Regions from separate parts of the Mustela erminea genome. Here region 1 is linked to region 2. Evidence: chromatin contacts called from public Hi-C data. All regions are on one chromosome and are shown on one strand. The core of a region is the stretch at or near the end of the contact, and the rest is flanking DNA. Distances in the headings are between cores, read along the strand shown. Region 1 holds the start of POLA2 (DNA polymerase alpha subunit B). Region 2 holds the start of SYVN1 (E3 ubiquitin-protein ligase synoviolin).

Region 1 (4,470 bases), core at 20-2,519, 150 kb after region 2:
ACAATAGAAAATGATTACACCCTTTATTGCTTGCACCCAGGAGAACCACTCCTACCCTCTGCCCTCTGTACCTACCAGTAGAGGCCTTAGGGGAGAGTGAAGATTTTCCCTCTCCACCCACCCTTGAATGGGGAAGCAGACTAAGGTCGGCTCTACCTTGTCTGGCTGAAGCTAAGACAGGGTGCTCTGGCTCTGCCTGGCCCGTCCCTCATCTCATTCCTTGAGGTGTCCCCTAGAAGTCTTTGATCTCTGGTGCAGTCTTGGGAATCACTGCTTTGGTAAAACCCCATACTTTCCTTAGTTAGCCCCTATCTTTGTTTGTTGGAACAGTGTGCATTTTTAATGTTGTCAATGAAGCTACCGCAAACATCTGTGTACCCAAAACTTTGCCTGGATTTTGGCGGGTTTTCTTAGGATAAGAAATGCTGAGTCAAGAGCAAATGAACATCTTCCAGGCTCCTCATATATACTCGCAAACTTTTCTAGAAAGATCCTACCAGTATACCAGGGGAACACGATGTCTAAGATTACTTTTCCAAGCTGAGCCAACAGCTCAAAGACTTAAGAGAAACTTCAAGGGGAAGGCCACCTTTTCATTTTACTTCCACTCTCTCCCTCTTAGTGAACCATTTTCACTCCCAAGTTTTCAGTCGCCCACCGGGAACTGGGATTTCCACCGGGAAATCCCAAAGGCATCCAAACCTAACGTAGTACACCGAACAAAGGCATAACCTCACCTTTCCACCAAAGTGCCCCAGGTTTAGAAAACAGATCTAACCCTGTGGCCGGGCCCAAGCTGATAACCATTGAAGATAATCAACCGGATTCCCTAACAAAACCACTTTTTTAAGATAAGTGAGGGCAGGCCGAGTGCAGACCAGGACAGAGACGGAAACTCGCGCTGGGCACAGCGGCTCTGGGAGGTTGCGGGTGTGTGCACAGCAGCGCCTGCGCACCAAACCACAGGACAAAAAGGTGACGAGCCTGGGTCACGGAGCTTGGCCCAGCAGGCGGTGCCAAAATATAGGCAACCACGGCTGGCACCCAGACGCGATTTAAGGGATGCGGGCCAAAGACAACGCGCGCCTGAGCCCAACTTCGGCGCCTTATGAGACACAACTGCGCGGCCGCCATGAGGTAGGCGGACCGTCGGGCGCACGGGCGGGCGTGTCGGCGTTTGTGCGCACGCGCCCTTGGACGCGCGGGGGCGCGCGACGTTTGGGAACAAGAAGGAAGCAGAAGGGAAGGGGCGGGGTTTAACCCGTCTTGCGCATGCGCGCGCCGTGCAAACCATTTGGCGGGTTTTCGCTGGTTGAGCTGTTCTGTCCCAGTCCTGGAGGTGCTCCGCGGTAGCTTTTAGGGAGCAGGACGTTCTCACAGGAGTGCGAGTTAAAGAGCTTTCTGCTTCCTCCCTTCGGGCGCTTGGGGGCTCCTCCCACATTAAAAAGAAGTGTTTCTCCGTGGCTGAGGCCGGGGCCTTCCGACCGCCGGTGGGCTTGGGCCATTTGGTCCTCTTCCGTCTCGCTCTCTGTGAGGGTGCCCAGGATCCGAGGAACCTCGTCCTGCCCATCAGTCTCCACGCCGTGGGTTCCCGGAACTCAGGTCGGAGCTCGGTGGGCCGGGCCCCCGGCTTCCCTGCGGGGTCACCATGAGCGTGTGCGCCCAGCGCCTGGTGGAAGAGCTGCAGATCTTCGACGTAGAATGCGAGGCGGCTCTGACCGAGAAATGTGAGTCCCTCGGCCCCGCGCCGCCCCCAGCCGGGATCAGCGCTCCCGCTGGGTGTTCCCAGTCGCCTAGAACCCCAAAGGGAACGCAGCCAAGTTTCTCCCCTCCCCTAGATCAGACCTCTTGGTGTTTGGGAGACGAAAAATTAAACCAAGTCTTGCGATATGGGGGGTAGGGACTTGGCAGCGTTTGCAGTGTCCTGCTTGGATCCCAACTCAAGAGTAAGAGTATGAAGCACGACTTTAAACCCGCGCAGTTTCGGAAAGGTGGAATTGGGCGGTGCCAGGATCCAACTAGGCCTGGTGGCGCGAGTTGTGAAATTCTTTAAGCCTCCAAAACAGAACAAGAGCCGTGGGGGGGTTGAAATGTAACTTTTTATTCGTGGCTCCTCCCTTTCCAGCCTGGCTGTAAACTTCTGATCCATCACTTCTCATCAGAGCTGTTGGTGGTCTGTGCAAATATGATCCCTTGAGGTGGGTTCCCCAAATTGAATTTTAGCTCTGATAAAAACGCTAGGGAGCTTGTCAGCTGTTTACAGAAGCTGAAACAGACCAGGAGACGGCTTGTCTGAACCCCAGTCTCCTCTCCTCGAGTATGGGTGCTCCCTCTTACTGGTCCGGCTATGGGGCGGGAGATGTCAGAAGCAGTGTCTTGGGAGGTGTAGAGTTCTCAGTTTCAGAATCGTGATGAACGTGCCCCTGCCCTAACCATTCGTCAACATTTAGAACTTCTTTTTAATGTGTAAAACCGAAATGCAAACATGTTAACTTTCCGTGAGATACCAGAATTCTCCAAGGTCTTATGCCCAGTGCATTCTTTTCCAAAATGCTGTTGCTTTTATCTCACAGAACTACTTTGGCAGTGGTGTTAGAATTCTAGTCTTTGAATTCATAATTACTAACCTCAGTGGGACTTTTAAGTTTGCCACCTTCTCCTTTAAGATCCTTCTGTCCCACTCAAAGCTGATGAACTTCTTCTCTCACCAAAAAAGTAGAAACAAAACTTCCACCATTACTTCTTCACACCTACCTCTCCTGCTGCCTTATTCCAATGAATAAATTCTCCCTATTCCTAGTAAAATCCAGACCCCCCCACTAGAGTCCTAAATCCCATTCCTTCTCGAACCTTCTTACGAACATTGCTCCAGTAATTCTAACCTCTTACATGTTTTCTATTTTTCTCCCTATGAGAGTTTTTCTCTTGATAGCACAGTAGTGTGGTTCTTGCTCCACATTTAAAATACTCTGTTGAGGGACACCTGGGTGGCTCAGTGGTTTAAAGCCTCTGCCTTCAGCTCAGGTCATGATCTCAGGGTTCTGGGATCAAGCCCTGCACTGGGCTCTCTGCAGGGGGCTCTCTGTTGAACCCATTCCCTCTTCCAGTTCTTTCCTCCCCAATTACAGCAAACCTCTTCAAAAGGGTTGTCTGTTGTCTGTATTTGCTGTCTTCAGATTTGTCCTCCTTAAGCCCGTTTCAATAATCTTTTTCATCCCCAGGGCTTCTCTGAAATTGCTTCTCTCAATGTCACCAGTGACCTTAACCTAGCTAAACTCGGGGTGACTTTTCAGTTCCCATCCGGAATTAGCATTTGACACCGTTTGTCGTGTTTCTTTGAAACACATCTCTTAGCTTCTCAGACACTACACCTACTTGTTCTCTTATCTTGCTTGTCACCGCTTCTCAGGCTCATCCTGAGTCCCAGATGCACACACTTCCTTAGGGAATCTCATGTGGTCTCTCGGCCTTTCATCCCATGTGTTGCTGATGATTTCCAGGTGCCTATCTTAGCCTGGACCACTTGCTAAACTGCCAGCTCACCTGTCCAGCTGCTAGCTGGGTGTGTAATGGGCACCTCGAACTCCATGTATCTAAAAACTTGTGTGTCTTCCCTTTCCTCGTAGGACTTCCTGCTGCTCTCTTCCCCACCCTTCGAGGTGCTCAGCCTGAAACCCGCATCATCTTTGATTCTGTTTTTTCTTCACCATCAGCAAATCCCATTGGCTTTACTCTCACGATGCTTCCTGTGTGAGGTCCAACCACTTCTCGCCACACCTCACTGCCCCCACCTTGGTCCAAGCCGCCGGCATTGCTCGCTTGCACTTTGCCACGGTTCTCTTCATTGGTTCCCCTGATGCTACCCTTGCCCCCTTCGCTCTCTGCTTAACACGGCATCCAGAGTGACCCTGTTCACCGGAAGCTGGGCCATGTTACCGCCCTGTCCGAACCCTCTGGTGATTTTCTAAGTTGCTCGGGGTACTAACCGGGGTAATTATAGTGGCCAACAATCGGCTCCCCCTTGAACTCCTCGTCTGTCTCCTTCCTCACCGTGTTCTAGCCGCAGTGGTCTTGCTGATCTCGCTTCTGCCTCAGGATCTTCGCATGAAACCTCTTTCCCTAAATACTGCATGGCTCGCTCTCCACCTTCTCAGCGAAGCCTTCCCTAATCCCTGTGTTGAAAATGACCAGTCCCTGCTCCCAAACCTCTGATCCCTTCCCCAGCTTTCTTTTTCTTTGTAATCTTATCTATTTTTTAAAGATTTTATTTATTTGAAGGGGGGAGAGGGAGAGAGAGCAAGAGCAAGGGAGGGAGGGGCGCCTGGGTGGCTCAGTGGGTTAAGTGTCTGCCTTAGGCTCGGGTCATGATCCCAGGGTCCTGGGGTCAAGCCCACATCGGGCTCCCTGCTCAGCGGGGACTCTGCTTCTCCCTCTGACCCTTCCCCCTTTTGTGCTCTCTCTCTCTCTCTC
Region 2 (4,600 bases), core at 306-2,805:
AAGACGGTGAAGGCCAGACAAGTCTCAGTGACAGCATACCAGGAACGTTCTAGAAGGTGCTGGGGGGTGGACAAGGAATGATGAGGACCTCAAGACACTCTGCTTGTCCAGCTCCCTGCCCCTCGCTTTTGGAGTCAAGAACATCTTACCTCCATCTCTGCTGCCCTCAGCTGTCCAAAGAACACCTTGCCCATCACTTTGCCCAAGAGAAAGACAAGGACAAAGGCCTGGATGTAGAGGACCTAGGAGTGAGAATAAGCTATGGTTTGAGGTCACTTTCTGCTCTGCTATGTCTGGGGCTCCTCATTTGGGAACCCCCCACCAATGTCCCCATCCCAATTAATAAAAAGGCAGGCAGCTAGTGGGCTACTTGGCCTTTCTCCCACTTACCTGACCTCTAACTCCGCCCCCCGCCTCAAGCGGACTCCGCCTCCCCGCCCAGGGAGATTCCCCCCACCCTGAGCCCTGAACTCACTGCCATACTGGGGCTGGACTTGGTCAAGTACACCACAGTGGGGTAGAACTGGTGCTTGAGGTAGTAGGCATGAGCCACCACGGCCCCGGTCAGCGCCAGGCTGGCCGCCATCATCACTGCGGTGCGGAACATTGCCCTGGCCTGGAGACCTGCGTGGGGAAAGGGAAGGAATCACCTGTGTGATGCGTACACGGTGCAAACCCAGCCCCCCGCCCGACACGCAGTGTCACCAAATAGGAGTGGGGGAAAAAAAACCCCAAAACCCGCCTCGCCTCACCCTCACAATCATGACGCCAAGAACAGCATACGCGCCCCCATTTTACAAATAAGAAAATGGAGGCTCAAGGGGGGTTAAGCGAGCCCACTGACGCAAGGTCTGGAGCCTGGGTCAGTCTTGTTTCAAATCTAGGGTTTTCCACGCCGCCTGCCAAGCCGCCGCCTCTAGGGAGGCACGAGGAGAAGCAAACGTGCTGCAGGAGAGGGAACCGCTACCACGGCCTCTAAAGTGAAGATGATGGGGAGGATGCACACGCAGAAACCTCCAGAAGCAGGAAAGTGCCGCCTGGATCGGGAGAAGCCAGGCGCTGGGGGGCGCAGGTGGGCAGGCGACAGCGCCGGTGACAGCTCGGCCAGGGTGGGCAGCGGCCACGCGCGCCCCGCGGGAGCGGGCAGGATACGTCAGCCTGGAACCCTGGCGTCCCCCCCAACCCCCGGGGCAGTGTCCACTCGGGGGCAGCGGAGAAACGGCCGATCGCCGGGATGCAGCGGCGACACGGAGAGGGACCCGGGGCGCCCCCGCACCTGTGATCGCCAGGAGCAGCGAGCGTCGCAGGCGGGGCCCGGCCTCTGAAGAGCGGCCGCGCGGGCGCCTGAGGTCCACCACCAGCTGACAAGCCGCGAGCGGGGCTCAGGGGGTGCGCCGACCCCGGAGCCCTCAAGGGGAGGGCCCAGGTCCCGACTCCCAACCACAACCCGGGCCCGACCCCGGCCGACTCACCAGGAGCCCAGCGCCGCGAGCCCGCTCGATCCCCGCAACTGCGGAGGCGGCTCCGGTTAACAACACTGCCCACCCCCTGCGAGCCGGAACTTCGGGAGTGAGACACCTCACTTCCGGCGTGGCGCCGAGTGGGTCGTACCAAGTGCACCCTTCCGTTGGCCGCACCGCGCACCCTCCGTGGGGCCGACAGCGGTGGCCCCACCACTGTACCCAGGCGTCGCGCCCACGGCCGGAGCAAGAGGTGCGAGAGGTGGTCGCAGCGGAATAGGGCAGCCCGGCAGGTGGCTGGAGTCCCCCCGACTATTAGTCCCAGATGGTATCGTCTCCGTCTCAGAGCGGACTCAGCCTAGAGGAGGACTCGGGCTCCCAGGGAGGGGAGGAAGGTGGGGCTTTGTGCGGGCCGTACCATTTGGAGGGGGGGAGTGTGCCAGGGACCGACATTATGGGCTTAAGAGAAATAAAATGTCTTAGAATCTCACTCCAGAAGATTTCACAGCAAATCAGATGCTTTCCTGGAGAACTAGGTTCAGAAAAGAAAAATTTGCTCCTTCATGATCACCCCCAAATTGTGTGGGAGTGTGTTGGGTCCCCGTGGCTGCTGCTAATTGGCCGAGATAGAGTTACGCGGACCAATAAGAAAAAGGAAAGAGACTGGCCGGCCTATGGAGAGAGCGTAGCAGGTGAGCGGTTGCTAGGCGCTAAAGGCAGCGTTGCCTAGGTCTAGGTCCGAGCCGGGTGGGCGGACAGCTGGCTGGGAGGGGTGGGGTGCAGGGGGGTACAGTCCGTGGGCGGGTGATCTGTGTCTGCCCAAGGGGAACGTTTGCTGCGCCACAAAAGAGAGGACTAAGAAGGCAGATCTTTAACACCGGCTGATTTGGAATAGTGTTCTATGCAAAGGGCTCGACTTCAGTTTCCCTGTGTCTTCAGCTCTGCCTTGTATTGTCCGCTCCCCGGCCATAACCGCAGCTACAACAGGTCTTGAGCTGCGCATTATTTCAGTTTGTGTCTCAATCGCAGCCAAACCAGTCTGCTCATTGACAGAATGAAGCCAGTACACCCAATTTGTATCTTGCATTTCTTCCGTCTCGTGTAGCAGTCACCAAAGCGTATGGGCTACGAGGTGCCATTCTCATTTTGTACGTGGATTAATGGAGGTTCAGAGGTCTAACAAGACGTGTTCCTGGATTGGCGTTGGGTGTGTCTGACGCTAAATTCCCATCCTGTTGGCCTCAGCCACCTTCATCACCTCCTGAATTGGCCTGACAAGTTTAGCCTGTAACCTGTTACAGAGTTGGCTCCCCGACAAGGCCATGTGTTACTTTCTAGTGACTGCATCCAGCGGTCAACTTTCCCTTCGTGCCTGACTCAACCTCTCTCCCAAGAAGTCTCATACGTGAGATTCTGTGATCCCACAGGCCTCTGCTTTTCTTCCTGGCTCTGCATCCTCTCCTCTGTCTGTCCTTTCTCGTCTGTCCTAGATAGTGGTCCCTTCTGTTTGTTTTCTCTGCATAATGCCCTCTGCTCCTGTGGACTCCATACTCCCACCCAGGTGCTGATGACTCCCAGGTCTGGTCTCCAGCTGAAATATCTATTTTTTTTTTTTTTTTAATTTTAGTGTTCGTAGTCCTCCACCCCTGCCCTGGCTTCAGAAACCTGGGCATCTTGTTCATCCTCTCCCTTTCCCATCTGTCCCCACACCCAAACTGGTAATTAAATCATTTATTCAGTTGTCTGCAAACCTGTCAGATGCAGCCTGTTCTAGGAACTCAGGATATCAGTGAACATAATGACAATCTCTGCCTTTGTGAAGTTTTACCTTGGTGGGTGTGATGGATGATAAACCAGATACATGATATAAGGGAATTCGCTACTGTGTTGGGAGGTAATAAGTAGGTAATAAGAGCTGTAGGCAAAAAAAGAGGGGAATGAAGGGGATCAGGAGTGTGGTGGGGGTTCTTGAAGCAGGTTGCTGTGTAAGTGAGAAGCTAAACAAAGACTTGAAGGAGGAAGGGGCATGAGCCAAGGGACCCCTGGGTAAAGAGTCACCGTTGGTGAAGAGTGGACCTGTCCTGGGTTGTTGGGAGGAGGCGAGTATGGCTGGAGTGGAAATAGCAAAAGGGTAAGTGGGAGGAGGAGGAAGAACCAGATGGCATTAGCCATTATAAGGACTTTGGCTTTTACTTTGAATGACAGGAGGAGCCATTGGGGGTGCTGAATAGAGGTGGCGGGCCCTCTTCTTAGGTCTAAAAGGATCACCCTAGCACCTCTGTTATTGAATGAGCTAGGGGGAGGGGAGGAGGGAGAGGGAAAAGCAGACTCCCCACTGAGCAGGAAGCCCAATGAAGGGCACCTCGGTGGCTCAGTTGGTTAAGCATCTGACCTCGGCTCAAGTCACGATCTCAGAGTCCTGGGATAGAGACTGGAGTCATGCTCCCAGCTCAGCAGGGAGTCTGCTTCTCCCTCTCCCTCTGCCCCTCCGCCATCCGCACTCTGTCTCTCACTCAAATAAATAAAATCTTTAAAAAAATTTAAAAAAAATTTATTTGACACACACAGAGAGAGAACAAGTAGGCAGAGAGGCAGGTGGGGGTGGGGGCAAGCAGGCTCCCTGCTAAGCAGAGGGCCAGATGCGGGGCTCCATCCCATGGCCTTGAGATTATGACCTGAGCTGAAGGCAGAGGCTAAACCACTGAGCTATCTAGGTGTCCCTCAAATAAATAAAATCTTAAAAAAAAAAAAAAAAACCAAAGCCAGGAATCTGTTAGGACTTCCTGAACCGTATAAATGGCATGTATGGAAGGCAGCTGTGCTCACCACTATACCACCAACGCAGACTAAATGGCATGTATGAAAAATGCAAGCTAACATTACAATAATGGTAAAAGACTGAGCGCTTTCCCTCTAAGACTGGATACAAGAAAAAAAATGTCCACACTTGTCGCTTCTATTCAGTATTATACCAAAAGTTTTAGTCAGGGTATTTAGGCAAGAAAATAAATAAAAACCATCTAGTTGGAAAAGAAGAAATAAAAGTATCTCTATTTGCAAATGACAGGATCTTGTATGTAGAAAATCCTAAGGAATCCATCAAAAAATAGTAAATGAGTTCCCCAAGGTTGCAGGATAGA

The links. A called contact is a pair of places that touch in the nucleus more often than the background predicts.
Region 1: a contact with region 2 is called in a Hi-C map of spleen, with 6 times the contacts expected there. The contact joins the promoter of POLA2 here to the promoter of SYVN1 in region 2. A contact is called at or near these places in 2 of 3 Hi-C or Micro-C datasets (fibroblasts and spleen).

Annotation. Positions count from the first base shown.
Region 1 is chr9:107,231,344-107,235,813 of mMusErm1.Pri, forward strand. It overlaps POLA2 (DNA polymerase alpha subunit B), which reads left to right and starts at 1,270. Exons shown (of 17, transcript XM_032358038.1): 1 at 1,270-1,727. The coding sequence starts at 1,649.
Region 2 is chr9:107,076,832-107,081,431 of mMusErm1.Pri, forward strand. It overlaps SYVN1 (E3 ubiquitin-protein ligase synoviolin), which reads right to left and starts at 1,556. Exons shown (of 16, transcript XM_032357259.1): 1 at 1,473-1,556; 2 at 476-624; 3 at 150-242; 4 at 1-59. The coding sequence starts at 607.